Linked DNA regions of Rattus norvegicus: regions 2 and 3 are each linked to region 1. A link is a contact called in public Hi-C data. All regions are on one chromosome and are shown on one strand. The core of a region is the stretch at or near the end of the contact, and the rest is flanking DNA. Distances in the headings are between cores, read along the strand shown. Region 1 overlaps Zbtb39 (zinc finger and BTB domain containing 39). Region 2 has its middle 52 kb from the start of Uqcrb. Region 3 has its middle 28 kb from the start of Sdr9c7.

What was found. Hi-C and Micro-C count contacts between places; a contact is called where the count stands out from the background.
Region 2: a contact with region 1 is called in a Hi-C map of liver, with 3 times the contacts expected there. The contact joins two enhancer-like sites. A contact is called at or near these places in 12 of 12 Hi-C or Micro-C datasets (the A7r5 cell line, the Rat2 cell line, Schwann cells and 7 more) and 1 of 1 datasets of contacts at active chromatin or transcription factors (oligodendrocytes).
Region 3: a contact with region 1 is called in a Hi-C map of hepatocytes, with 2.1 times the contacts expected there. The contact joins two enhancer-like sites. A contact is called at or near these places in 3 of 12 Hi-C or Micro-C datasets (hepatocytes and liver).

Annotation. Positions count from the first base shown.
Region 1 is chr7:65,464,652-65,469,564 of GRCr8, reverse strand. It overlaps Zbtb39 (zinc finger and BTB domain containing 39), which reads right to left. Exons shown (of 2, transcript NM_001130537.2): 2 at 1-4,913. The coding sequence ends at 3,379. Among named protein-coding and RNA genes, the nearest start is that of Zbtb39, 4.9 kb to the right of the region's middle. Within about 2 kb of position 2,369, at least 5 of the 93 cell types and tissues checked have an H3K27ac peak or open chromatin away from gene starts, as enhancers often do. A contact at or near this core is called in hepatocytes and liver, where this site is marked.
Region 2 is chr7:65,650,803-65,655,715 of GRCr8, reverse strand. It overlaps the pseudogene LOC134479600. Among named protein-coding and RNA genes, the nearest start is that of Uqcrb, 52 kb to the left of the region's middle. Within about 2 kb of position 2,490, at least 3 of the 93 cell types and tissues checked have an H3K27ac peak or open chromatin away from gene starts, as enhancers often do. A contact at or near this core is called in hepatocytes and liver, where this site is marked.
Region 3 is chr7:65,614,659-65,619,571 of GRCr8, reverse strand. No RefSeq gene overlaps it. Among named protein-coding and RNA genes, the nearest start is that of Sdr9c7, 28 kb to the right of the region's middle. Within about 2 kb of position 2,036, at least 1 of the 93 cell types and tissues checked has an H3K27ac peak or open chromatin away from gene starts, as enhancers often do. A contact at or near this core is called in hepatocytes, where this site is marked.

The DNA of each region.
Region 1 (4,913 bases), core at 1,120-3,619:
TTGAGCTACTCCAGATGGGGTGGGTGGGGACTGGCAGAGGGGAAATGTCAGGGTCACTGCCACAGGGGGCGTCTTCTTAGACACTGATCATGACGTACCATCACACGGAGATGTATACGTGCACCCACTTTCGGTCTCACTTGATGTGACTGGGACGTGTACACACTCCCAGCCAGGCAAAGACCATTTCATAGGGCCCACTACCATGCCAACGAATTCAGAGTCCATGTATAAAGGGATCTGAATTCACTTTCAAGGTTGAGTAGTCTAGGGTTTGGTGGAGAGAGCACAGCAGGAACCCAGAAAAGGAAGATAATCAGTAGCAAAGTCCTGCCTGGGTGAAAAGTTCTGAGGCTTACAGGTTTGCCCTGTAGACAAGGGGCTGGGGATAGGTCACAATAAAGTCAAAAGTAATTCTCGCCTATGTCTTTCCTGTTCTTAGGGTCACCTGACCCCACCAACACCTCTTTTCTTCCCAACTGGCCGTGAACTGTAGGAACTCCACAGAATCTTAAAATTTAGAACCAAATACCAGGGTTCGTTCAGTAGGGCTTTCTGATGTCCCTGGCATCATGGAGCTGTCAGGGGACACCAGCATGTGTGGACACACCTTCTGGCCACAAGCAGCACATGCTGTTAATGCCAGTGTGCCACATCAACATTGTAATTTCCCCTTAGAAACGAGCCAGGGATGTCCCCAAGTCCGGCTTAATGTCCTTCAAATAGCCAACTAGATACTCCTAATAATTGTTGAACGACAGTTCTGAACACTGTACAGCTGGTTCTGAGTGCAGACCAAAAAATAAAATAAAAGGCAGGGGACGGGGAACAAACAAAGACAGAGCATTCAAAGGTCAGAGAGAATTCTACTGTGATACAGCAGGAAATAGTACTAAGTGGGAATCCAGGGATGAAGGGGGCGTGAAATCAAATGGGTGTTAAGTTAAAAATGCAAAATAAAGTTAACACCTCCCATCAGGGGTCCTGGAGTACCCTTCACTACCAAGTAATGTTTTGAGTAAATCTCATCAAGAGAAGGAAGAACTAGCTGCAGGGAAAGCAAATACAACTTCACACAGAAGGGGAGACTGGTCCGAACATGGGGCTACCCGAAGAGGCATGGTTTGGGCAATGAGCCTCCTGAGCTACTGGTCCCAATGGCTGCCTGTCTAACGGGACCAACTGGACCTCCCTGATCAATTAACCTGAAGGGATCAGAAGATACAGTTTGTGTTTTAGTGTTCCAAGGACAAAACTTCAAAGGATCTGCTTTTTGGTTCATGGCAAAAAGGGAAAACTTCACAGTTTCAAGTTAAGTACACGGACCACCCAGCATCCACAATGCCTTATGCTAAGGAAAAGGGTTTCTCCGATCTCAGCAACCATTCGGTACTCACTCCTCAGCAGCAATCTAGGGAGGGGAAGCTTAGAAATTCCAGCAGATCTGTCATTGTAGTGTGATACACATCCCCAGTGTAAACTGTAAGTCAGAAACTAAAAGCGACAGCAACCTCTTCCCTGTGAAAACACCACGTTCAGATGGGGAGGGAGGGGTGTCCTTAACTGTTTGAGCTGCATCATTCAGCTCAGGAAGGTCTTGGCACCAACTCACCGGCTTTCTCAGTTCAAAGCCCTGGGAAAGTTGGCCGGCCAGCCCAACTGTATACTGCTTTGGTTTGCCTCTGTGTCTTAATATATAGGGATAGGATGCTCCCTATGTCGGAAGGATAAAAAACTGTGCAAACACCTTCTTCCTGTGACTGATCTGAGTTTGCTCTGCTAGAGACTATGCTTGGAGAAACTGTGCTGCTTAAAAGGCCTGGCACACTCTCTCCTAGTTACACCCCTGTTCTCCCCTCTGCAGCCATAACCCTCTGCTGGAATGTGGCTCCTTGCTTGAGAAACTCATTTTCCTAAAGTCATTTATCGAAAAGAGATGCTGGGTAGTACATATACAAAACAAAATAATAATAATAATAAAATAAATATTAATGTCTAGAAAGGCTTTGTGAGTTAATTAAAACCACTTGTTTATGAAACAGCCCAGAGTGCGGCTGAGTCCCACTGGGGGGGGGGGGCAGTGTCGGTGGCTGGGCCCAAAATTCGGGACTTAGAGCTCACCTGAGCAGGGTGAGGTAGTATGAGCTACTTATAAGTATGCAAGATCAAGGGTCCTCTCCAGCCTCTTTTGGGCAAGACCCCTTCATAGACTAAGAATGGAGCCAAACAGTTGCGCAGAAGGCCTAAGCCAGCTACCATCCAAGAGCGCCCCCTGGGGGTGATGCAATGACAGATCAGGATAATTCCAGCAGGTCAAAGGTGAACTGCCAAACTCCCACACTGTTACCACCAAGTAAACAAGTTACCCAACTGGGACAGTCAGAATGCACACCCTGCCATGCAGTCACCGGTGACGCAGGTTCCTTTAATCCAGAAGGGCTCATGCTCCACCATAAACTCACATGGTCTTCTCATCTACACTGTAGGTTAAACCGTCCTGAGTGGGAGACTCGATGTAAATTAAGGCAAGACTGCTGCTGTCTGAGACCTCTCCTCCATGCCCAGGAGACGGAAGTTTACGGAGGTAGCCAGATGGCAGACGACTACACTGAGGCGGCTCTCTGTCCTCCCTGCTCTTGACAGAAGGTTTGACGTCCAGGGTTTTCGCTCTACAAAACCGCGCTTCTTTGGAAATGAGGAGAAAGGAAGAGCCCTTCTTCCATCCATGGAGGCTGCCCCGTCTGGTGGCACCATGGGGTACCCCAAAGCTTTCCAACCTAAACAGAAAGCCTGGTCCCCAGTTTGGATCTAGCTGCCAAGAGACTTCCACCGTTCAATCGTCCAATCAGGAGAGCCGAGGTGTGGAGCAAGTAGTGCCCTCCGCTCCTGACACCTTGCCCCTGCTGAGGAGGCGTGGGTACCCGACATGAACTGCCCTGCTGCTAGTCCCTTCTGAATGACCACAATCCCCAAACCTCCTCACAGCTGTGGTCTGGCCAAAGACTGGCAGTCACAGCCACAGTGAAAACCCCATCGAGTGAGGCTGTTGGTCAGACTCTTAGCAGCATAAAACCTATCAGTAAACTAAAACTAGAGAAACCGGCGAAGGGGACCTAGTTTAACCCGGCTGCTTGACTAGATCCTAAAGCCAGCCTCAAAAATCAAGATGCAGCCCTCTGTGGGCGAGAACAGGTAAGGAGGTAAATGTAACAGGGCTGTTGCCTTTCAAAAGCAGTAACAGCTTATGTGCTATTTCTTCTCTCAACACAACACAAACAAGGCAAACTGTAGCGTCAGCTGGGGAAGGACTGACAGCCTTTAGAAAATCACTATCCCGGCGGCCACCTGGGAGCTCCCTCGGGCTCTGCGGGTTCCCAGTCAGCTGTCCGGGTTCTTTTCAGCCTCTTTGGAATGTATAATGTACATGAAGGTCTGCTCGATGGTGAAGTCAGGTGGGAGGCTGCCTTTGTGCACACCGACATGTTTACTCATAAGGTTAAGGGTGGAACTGTAGTGGCCACAGACGGTGCAGCGGTACATGAGTGCCCCTGAGTGCGTCTTGAGGTGGCACTTGATGGTCGAGCGACCTCGGAAGAATTTGTGGCAAACCTTGCACTGGTAAGGTTTCTCGCCTGTGTGGATCCGTCGGTGGTAGTTGAACTCGCTTGTGTGGGCGAACCTTTTGCCACAGACCTTGCAGCTGTACTTACTATTCCCTGGTTGGCCCTGCAGAGCCAGCTCCTCACTCAGAAAGTCCTCAGCGGGCAGCTTCCGCTTCTGGAGGGCTAGGTGTGGTAGCCCCACAGCGGGACGTGGGTCAAGGCCACTGCTACACTTGTGCTGGCTGACGTGGTAGCGGTAGGCTGCCTCAGACCTGAAGCTCTGGCTGCATAAGTGGCAGCGGAACAGGACGTCCTCCAGGCTCTGGTGCACAGCCATGTGCTTCTCTAGAAGGTGCCAGTCTACAAAACTACTGGCACAGACAGAACAGGAGAAGACGGAAATGCCCAGATGGGAGAGCGTGTGCCACATGAGGCTGCATAGGTTGAGGTGGCGCTGATCGCAGACACTGCAGGCCTGGCCCTTCAAACTCACGTGCTCCAGGATGTGGCCACGGACCACATGGAAATCTTTGGCCAACGCTTTCCCACAGGCAGCACATTTCAACTCTGGGGAGGCTGCCCCTGGGAAGAGACCCAGCTTCCCAGACAGGGGTTCGTTAGGGTGGACAATGACATTGTTCTCAAATATTCCATCCCGCCGGTGCAGGGTCAGCTGCCACTGGGTGAAGAACTTTGTCTCACACATGTCGCAGGAAAACAGGAAAATGCCGATGTGAGACAGGACGTGGGTCACCCGGGAGTTTCGGTCCTGGAAGTGGGTCTCACACACCTTGCAGTTGCCTGTGAGCAAGTCTACATGGTCCCGAGCATGCTGCCTTATCAGCTGGATGTTGGGCTCTAGGACTTTCTTGCATACCTGGCAAGGCATGGCCTTATTCTCCCGGTTGTCACCGAAGGCCAGGTCGTCCTCGCTGTCATCGCTCAACTCAATCACCTCCTCGGTGGTCCCAAGGTCTTCAGCTGGGTCCTCAAACTGCAGATCCTCGTCCCCCAAGTCCTCCAGCTGGAGCTCATCCATCTGCCCAAAGCCTGGGTCTCTGGCCTGGTCGTTATTGCTCAAACAGGGATTGGTCTGGGGTGTAATGTCTAGAGCATTATCCGAGGTGAAGAAGTTGCTTTTACCGAAGTCTCCATTGCTTTGAACTTTGTATGGCTGGCAAGAACTTGTAGTGCTGGTCTGGATGCCTGTGCTGACCGTGCCTAGGACTGGTGGTGGGGTCACCATACTAGGAACAGAAGTGAAGGGAACAGGGGCGTCATGGTCTTCTGACTTTGGTGGCAGTGGTACTT
Region 2 (4,913 bases), core at 1,241-3,740, 190 kb before region 1:
AGTTGTCTCTGATGCAGCTTATACAAAGGTAATTGTTGTTCTGTTAACTGAATACCACTCTGTAATTGCAAAAAAAAAAAAAAAATGGCGGGGTTGGGGATTTAGCTCAGTGTAGAGCGCATGCCTAGCAAGCGCAAGGCCCTGGGTTCGGTCCCCAGCTCCGAAAAAAAAGAAGAAAAAATGGCAGCTGTTTTGTTGACATTCTGAATGCTTCTAAGTAAATACAATTTTTTTTATTAAAAAAAAAAAGAGCAGAAGCGGGGGTAATGGAGGAATGCGTCAGTGTGACTTACGGATTGAGAGAGTACAGTGTGTCGTGGTGGGCAGCCCACGGCAGTGGGGACATGCTCACATCCGGGCAAGTTGAGATGCTGAGAAGTAGAGCAGAGCTGTGAGGCTCACAAGCCCACTGAGCCATTTCTTCCAGCAAGGCTCAGCCTAGGGTTTTCATCGTCTCCCAAGCAGCAAGTGTTCAAGGACATGAGCTGGGGTGGGGCCATTTCACAATCAAACCATAGCAGTGAAGGTTTTTGTGTTTGCTTATTTTAAGGCAGGGTGTCACTATTCTGCTCACATCAGTCTTGAACTTCTGAGGGGATCGTCCTGCCTAAGCCACTGACTGAGTGGCTGGAACTACAGGTCTTTCACTGTACATGGCGGGGGCTGACAGCTGTCTTGACTCAAACAGATCCTGAATGAATGTACATCATCTGACGTGGGTTAAGGACCAGGGCCTTGGGCCTATGGGAATACAAGGGTCAGGCTCAGCAATATGACAAAGCCTCCTCTAGTCTAGATGTGTAAAGCCCATGACTCCTGCCTGCACACAGCATCTGAGCTAAGCCCTCCCTTCTCTGCTGTGTGCAATAAAACCCAGAAGTTCCCGTTGTTGATCTGAGGCTGCTCCTCTCCATCCGGGTACAGCCCACTCAACCCCAGGCTTTCCATGCATACATCTGTATGTTGTTCTGTGCAGATCGCCTCTAATCCCTTCAGTGTCTGACTTTCTTCCTTTAACATCCCAGTCAGGTTTCTGGAATCCAGGCTATGGTGGTCAGGGTAAAGAAACTTGTGGGCTTTGACTGTTTTTATCTCTGGCCCAATTAATAGGGACCAGAAAGACAAAATCATACAACACACAATTTGCACACACAGGATGAACACATTTTGTGTAGAGAAATGGAGAATCTTCCAAAAATGGGTGTGTGTAACTTGGCTTAGTGTGTACTCGTTACTTGTATAGCTCCTGTGACTAAAATACATCTAAAGGCAACTTAAGGAAGCGTTGTTGAAGCTCACCGGTTCAGGGGACAGGATACATCATGGCAGGGAAATGTTAGGAGACAGCTGTTCACACTGTATGAGAATGGTGAATGAGAAATTCTTGGACTCAGTTCACTTTATCACACACACACACACACACACACACACACACACACACACCTCTTGAGAGAGAACATATTTATTAAGTCTCAAGGTCACTTTCTCCTTACTGCCCCCCATTAATTGGCCGGCAAATCAAGGAAGCCTAGAAGCTGTTAGCCTCCAACTGCAGAGCGTGATGTGTGGGTGATGCGCACAGTGTGTGCCCATGTTCCCACTGCTGCTCACAAGTGACTGTGCATTAGTCTCTCCATCCTAGAAACAGCGGCCTTCCTCAGCCTGATGAATCTGGGACTGGGAGCTCCAGGGGCCACATCAATGATGGATTGGGGTGGGGTAGAGGGAGCATGCTTTTACTGTCATTTGTTTGAGCACACTGTAGCTGTCTTCAGACACACCAGAAGAGGGCATCAAATCCCATGGCTGTGAGCCACCATGTGGTTGCTGGGAATTGAACTCAGGACCTCTGGAAGAGCAGTCAGTGGTCTCAACCACTGAGCCATCTCTCCAGTCCTGCTATTCCCCTTCTCAGTCACTCTGTGTATTTTTTACCTTCCTTTAGTGTTTTTAGTTTTGTTTTGTTTTGTTTTGTTTTGTTTTGTTTTGTTTTGTTTTGTTTTGTTTGAAGACCGTGTCTCACCGTAGCTATGGCTGTCCTGGAACTTGATATGTAGACTCCTCCTGCAATTATAGGAGTCGGCCACCAAGTTTGGTTCCTTGTAGTGTCTATTCTTGGTCATCTCTGCAGTTCTTTGGTGGCAATTTAGAGTTGCAGTTATTTTAGGGGAATGGGGCACAACCTCATAAAACTGGCCTGAACTGGCTATAGATGTCCCACATGCCTCCGTCTTCTGGTTGGCCTGTCTCTGTCTTTCAGATGCTTGGTGGGCTGGCTGGTTTTAGAGTTCTGAGACTTCAATGTAGAGACCCTAGGCTCTCTGTAACTCAGCTACTTCTCAGTGTCAACATTTGTTATCTCTGCCAGAACTGGAAGCCAGAGGCCTGTTTGTTCTCACAATAAAGATCAGAAACACAAGGGCGGTTTGGGAGACTGCCGAGAACAACGTTTTGCAACATTGACAGACGTAGTAAATAGGCTTCCAGGTGAGGCCTCCCAGACCCATCAGGAAAATTGTGTCAAACAACCTGCTCCAAGAAGGACACAGCATACAGCCATGCGAGAGACGTGGGAGGCTCGTGTGTGGATTCACCTCTGCACGTGCACACCAGGCTTCCAACAGGCTTCATGTGTGTACTTGTCTCAGGTCAAGTTTACCAATGGCACCGTACCAACCACAGGCTTTTTTTTTTTTTTTTTTTTTTTTTTTTGCTGAATCACAGGGGAAGTGCAGCACCTTCTGTCATCTAAAGTACTTTAAGGATTGTCATTGCTAAGCAGAAGTCTCCAAGCCAGTGCAAGTGAACAGCTGGAATACACTTGCCTCAGGCCATCTGAAGGTGCTCTGAGGATAATGCGGCTGGTCTCTAAAAAGAGAGGCTGCTAGGCTCTACTAGCTGTGGACTGAGCAAAGCTTACTTAGCTCACTTATGGGAAAGTAAACATTAAAGGGTGCTTACAAGAAAGACAATAGCACTACTTTTTTTTTTTTTTTTTTTTGAGTCAAGGTCTCTCTGTGCAACCATGGCTGTCCTGGAACTCACTCTGTAGATCAGGCTGGCCTCAAACTCACAGATAACTGCCTGCCTTTCCTAAGTGCTGGATTAAAGGCAAGCACCACCACCCAGTCCAATACTCATTTTCACGGCTGTGTTACACACCACATATTTGCTTCTCCACTAGTTAGTTGACTTTTGGTGGCTTTTATTTTTCAGCCGTTATGAATGTCTAGCTGTCAACAGTTATGTTCACGTTTGTGAGTCTAAGTTTACCTTTTTAGGAAGTCATCAGTAGGTTTTCTTTTCTTTTTTTTTGTAAATTTATTTGTTTTATGTATGTGAGTACACTGTCACTGTCTTCAGATACACCAGAAAAGGGCATCATTACAAATGGTCATGAGCCACCATGTGGTTGCTAGGAATTGAACTCAGGACCTGTGGAAGAGCAGTCAGTGCTCCTAACCACTGAGCCATCTCTCTAGCCCATCATCTGTAGGCTTTCTAAAGCAGCTATACCATCGAGCTTTTCTGTATGTCATATTTGGGCCAAATTTCACATGTTTGTGGCACTCAATTTTCTTGACAGTTGTTTCATTTTGGATTTTATTCCTGACTAGATAATTAAGATAATATTTTAGTATTTTCCAGCCAGGTACGATGATAGCATATACCATAATCAAAGTGCTAAAGAAGTAGACACAGAAGGATCATGAATTCAAGGTCATCCTCAGCTACAGTAAATTGGAGGCTAGCCTGGACTACATAAGAATGTGTCCCAAAATAACAACAGCAACAACAAGAACCAGAAAAACAACCTACAAAATCCGAGTGTAGATGCTTGCTTAACAGAGTCCTAGGTTTGATCCCAGTCAGTCCAGAAAACTGGGCATGCTGTTTCATGCCTATAATCCTAGCACTGGGGAACTAAAGGCAGGAGGATTAGAAGTTCAAAGTCATCCTTAGTTATGTGGTAAATTTGAATCCAGCCTGGGACACAAGAGACCCTTTTGCAAAAACAGCAAACAACAACAACAACAACAAAATACTCTTAAGTTTTTTTGTGGTCAGACATTTTCTTAGTTTGGTCTTTTCATTTTGAGGTAAGAGACAAGAAAGCTCCTGCCTTTAATTTTCAAGTGCATCCAGGTATCTCCATATATCATTAGCCTAAGGCTTATTCATATGTTGAGAAGAATTGGATTTTCTTTATTTGATGTGTATTATAAAATGTATAATAGATTCATTACAGGTCTGTGTACACTAAAAAGTTCTGGGCAAATTTGTAACTACAGTTCTAGGGGTATGTCTGGGGCTTGCCTGGCAGCCAGTCTACCAACCAGTGATCAGGTGACAGCTCCTGCCTCAAAAAGGAACACAGAGAGTGATATAGGAACACTGGAGCCCAGTCGGCATCCGCATCCTCCACATACATGGTCTCACACAGATAAGCACAGCCACTTGTGCACATGCAAGCATGTTTGTAACACACACTCACATTTACACATGCAAGCATGTCCATAACACACCCATGCACACACATATACACTCATGTACACACACATGCACATACATACACACATGCACATGCACGTGCACTTGCACATTCAAGCACACATACACACACATACACACAGCCTAGTACACAAATGCACACATACTCATTCATATGTAAGAATGTCCATAACATAAATGCATATACACATAGGCTCACACACACACACAGACACACATACACACATGCATGTCCATGAGCACATTGATGCACACTTGCACATGAACATGCAAACAACATTCACACAGACACATGAAAGCATGTTTATAACACACACACACACACACACACACACACACACAGAGTCACATTCTGTTTAACAAGTACCAGTACCAATTTCCTTCCTTCCTTCTTTTTTTTT
Region 3 (4,913 bases), core at 787-3,286, 150 kb before region 1:
GCCAGCATCACTGAAATGAAATCTTTTAGGAAGTATTTTCTGAGAGCACAAAGAAGCTGTGTTCCAGAGATATCCAAGCTTGTAATGAAGGACCATAGGGTCTTTCACCAGCATTACACCCACCACCTCAGGTCAAGATTAGGCCAAGTAGACTGGTACAACCATTCTGGAAATCAGTCTGGAGGTTCCTCAGAAAATTGGACATTGAACTGCCTGAGGATCCAGCTATACCTCTCCTGGGCATATACCCAAAAGATGCCCCAACATATTAAAAAGACACGTGCTCCACTATGTTCATAGCAGCCTTATTTACAATAGCCAGAAGCTGGAAAGAACCCAGATGCCCTTCAACAGAGGAATGGATACAGAAAATGTGGTACATCTACACAATGGAATACTACTCAGCTATCAAAAACAATGAGTTTATGAAATTCATAGGCAAATGGTTGGAACTGGAAAATATCATCCTGAGTGAGGTAACCCAATCACAGAAAAACACACATGGTATGCACTCATTGATAAATGGCTATTAGCCCAAATGCTTGAATTACCCTAGATGCCTAGAACAAATGAAACTCAAGACGGATGATCAAAATGTGAATGCTTCACTCCTTCTTTAAAAGGGGAACAAGAATACCCTTGGCAGGGAATAGAGAGGCAAAGATTAAAACAGACACAGAAGGAACACCCATTCAGAACCTGCCCCACATGTGGCCCATACATATACAGCCATCCAATTAGACAAGATGGATGAAGCAAAGAAGTGCAGGCTGACAGGAGCCGGATGTAGATCGCTCCTGAGAGACACAGCCAGAATACAGCAAATACAGAGGCGAATGCCAGCAGCAAACCACTGAACTGAGAACGGGACCCCCGTTGAAGGAATCAGAGAAAGAACTCAAAGAGCTTGAAGGAGCTCGAGACCCCTTATGAACAACAATGCCAAGCAACCAGAGCTTCCAGGGACTAAGCCACTACCTAAGGACTATACATGGACTGACCCTGGACTCTGACCTCATAGGTAGCAATGAATATTCTAGTAAGATCACCAGTGGAAGGGGAAGCCCTGGGTCCTGCTAAGACTGAACCCCCAGTGAACTAGACTGTTGGGGGGAGGGCGGCAATGGGGGGAGGATGGGGAGGGGAACACCCATAAATTAGGGGATGTTTGCCCAGAAACCGGGAAAGGGAATAACACTCAAAATGTAAATAAGAAACACTCAAGTTAATAAAAAATAAATAAAAAAAAAAATTAAGCCAAGTACCATTTTCCCGCCTTGGGTCAAGGCTAGGCCAAGTTCCATTCTCTACCCATAGTTCTCAGTTCTTGAAAAACCACAGAATGTACTGACTGATAGTCACCTGACCCTCTGGTCCCAGATAGAGTTCCAATCCATGTCATATGCTAGCTAGCCAATAGATTCAAAGGTCAATATGCTTAGCCAATAAGTTTAAACTGTAGCCTTGCTCATGTAACCTGTACCCCTAAAAAGTATAAAAACTGCTTGTTATAGCCATTCAGGGTCACCTTCTAGTCACTTGCCATGAGGTTCTGATTGAGAATCAACCCTGATGCGCAGGAAAAATAAACCTCTTGGTTTACATTGACTTCCGTTCTTGTGTCTCACTTGGGGGGAGGGAGTCTCCCTGTAGTTAAGACTCACTTTGAGCCTTACATTTGGTGCATTGGCCGGGAAGCCAGATCCCCCACCCACCACCACCACCATGAGGTCACAAGAAATGGTTGTCAAAGAAATAGTTTGAACTTGATGTCAGGTACTGTGGTTGTCTGTATCCATATTGTCTGTCTTGCTTTTGGTTTGCTCGCAAGAGTCTATAAGGCTTAGAGAGCCTCTGGTCTGGTCTGGTCTGGTCTGGTCTGTCTGGTGTAGTCAAATTGTGGCTGACAGATGTGCCTTAAGGTCATGACTGGAGTCTGGAGGATGCTTCAGCCCCCCTTCCTCCCGAGGGAGTCGGGAGGACTCTGCTCCTTTTGTTAAACTCAATACAAGCTGGCGGGTTGCCTGTTGGACTTGATATCGGCATAAATTGGCTGAGTCACCGGATTACCTGGTTTCTTTGCCCATGGCAGGGGCAAGCTGTCTGTGTGTTGACTGTCTTTCTCTGTGTTTTTGGACTTGGATTGATGTTATTTTTGGACATGGAGCAGACTGATTCTACCCTGTTAAACATCCTAGTTAACCACTGGAGGGAAGCTGGAGAAAGAGGATAACATTTGTCAGTAATAGTAAAAAAAAAAAAAAAGGGCAGGTTAGTTATTCTCTGCTCCTCTGAATGGCCCACGTTCAGAGTAGGGTGGCCACCCATAGGGACCCTTGATTTGCAGGTGATCAAAGCAATACAGGAAAGAGTCTTTAGACTAGGATTCCTCAGACACCCAGACCAAGTACCCTATATAGTTACCTGGAAGGGTCTAGTGGAGCACACCACCACCCCCCCTTGGATAAAAGCTTTTTTTGTCTCCAAGACACTCTCAGGTCCTGGCCATGAAGGAGAAGAACCCTGTAGGGACCAACGAGTCTGTAAAAACAATTCTCTAGGACCCTTCCACAGTATCTGATACTGATGGGTCCTTCACACACACTCCCAACCCCCTACCATGTCCCCAGTACCCACAGCCCCTCCTCAAGGATTTCCCTTGAGCTCTCATCCAGTAACCCTTTATCCCCACTCCCTTCCTCAGGCCCTAGCAAGGGGGGAGGGTGGGGAGGGACCCTCAGAACCCCGACTGGCCATGAGGATAGAGCAAAAGGGCTACTTCACCCGATACAACAGTGGCCCTCCCCCTCCGAGCCTACAAGCCCATAGATGAGGATGGCAATCAGGCCATGTAATATTGGCCTTTCTCTTCAGCTGACTTGTACAACTGGAAGGCCCAACACCCCCCTTCTCAGATAACCCCAAGGGGCTGATTAATCTCAGACTGTTTTGTTTACCCATCAGCCCACCTGGGATGATATTCAACAACTCATGAGATTGCTCTTCACGACTGAAGAGTGAGAGAGGATAATGCAGGAAGCCAGGAAGAAAGAACGTCCCCTCAGACACAGGGGCACCATCTATTGACCAGGCTGTCATTGAGAGCGGATTTCCCCTGACTAGACCTGACTGGGACTTTAATACAGCAGAAGGTAATGAGCACCTGAAGGTCTACCATCAGACTCCATTGGCAGGTCTCAAGGGGGGGTCACAGGATGACTCACCAATTTAATCAAGGTTCATGAGGTTAAGCAGCCTTTCTAGAATGGCTCATGGAAGCATTCCACCAATATTCACCCTATGACTTCAGCATCGAGGAGCACAAAGCTACTGTGACTTTGGTTTTTAGAGACCAGGCTTGTAGAGATATCAGGAAAAAGCTTCAGAGGCTCGAGGGGCTACAGGTTAAGTTATTGAGGGATTTTGTGCAGGTTGCTGAGAAAGTCTACCATAACAGGGAGACAGAAAAAGAGCAGAGAACGAGAAAGGAAGAAGATGAAAAAGAGACTAAAAAAAAAGAAAAGTGACAGAAAAAATTTATAGAGAATCTTGGCTACAGTAGTTAGGGAAAGCATAGAAGAGAGACTCCAACCAAAGAGAAACAGAAAACTCCTTGAAAAGGACCAATGTGTATATTTCCAGGAGGGGGGCCACTGGGACGGAGAATTTCCCAATAAACAGAAGCTGGGGGCAGGAAATCCCAGGTCTTGGGAAAAGCACCTCCAAATGGTGAACGTGTTAGCACAGGGGAAGACAGCGACCAAGGAGGACAGAGTTCAGACCCCTCCCCGAGTCCAGGGTAACCTTGAAAGTGGAAGGGAAACCCACCCAATACTGGGGCCCAACACTCAGTCCTTCTCCAAGCTGATGGGCCGGTCTCCAGCAAAAAAAATTAGTGGGTCCAAGAGGCCACTCACTGGGACTAAACAATATTCATGGACTACCCGAAGAACTGTAGACCTGGGCGTGGGCCAGCTATCCCACTCGTTCATGGTCATCCATGACTGCCCCTATCCCTTGTTCAGGAGAGACTTGCTCTCCAAAATGGGGCTTCAGATCCATTTCCTTCCCAAAGGCCCTCAGTTGAGGGAGCCTGCTGAAGAACCTGTCCAGGTCCTTACTATTAGGCTGGAGTACAAATACAAATTGTTTGAGACCAATACCCAAAAGATAGAGGATATTACTTGGTGGCTGGAAAATATTCCTCTTGCTTCGGCTAAAATGGCTGAGCTAGGTCATGCATATCTGCAGGCTGGGTATGTGGAGCTTAAGACCCAGGCTGATCCTGTTTCAGTGTGCCAGCACCCGATGTTGGGGGAGGCACGAGAATGAATTAAGCCACACATCACCCAGCTCCTCCAGCTTGGGGTGTTGCTTAGTGCTGTTCAGCCTGGAGCATAGCACTCCTGCCAGTTAAGCCCAGCACTAACGATTATCACCCAATCCAGGACTTAAGAGAGGTAAACTGTGGTAGAGTGGCTGACACCCACCCTACTGTGCCTAACTCCTACACTCTGTTGAGTTTGTCACCTTCCAGAATTTGGTACGTGATTTTAGACTTGAAAGGTGCTTTCTTCTGCCTGACCTTGGCACCCCAAAGTCAAGAATACTTTGCCCTTGAATGGAAAAACCCAGAGGATGGGACCACCAGTCAGCTGACCTGGATGAGATTCTCCACCGGTTGGGCTCAATTTGGCCACCTTGTTGCCCGATCCTGACCTGGAACCACCACAGTATGAGTGTCAAATTGGCAGGAGCCCATGGGTAGAGGAAAGACTTCTCTGACCACCCCCTGGGGGGGAGCCGAGGCTACTGGTTTACAGACAAGAGCAGTTTTCTTCATGAAGGTCAGAGATGAGTGGATGTTACCATGGTGGACAGCACAAATGTCATCCTGGCTGGCTGAACCTCTA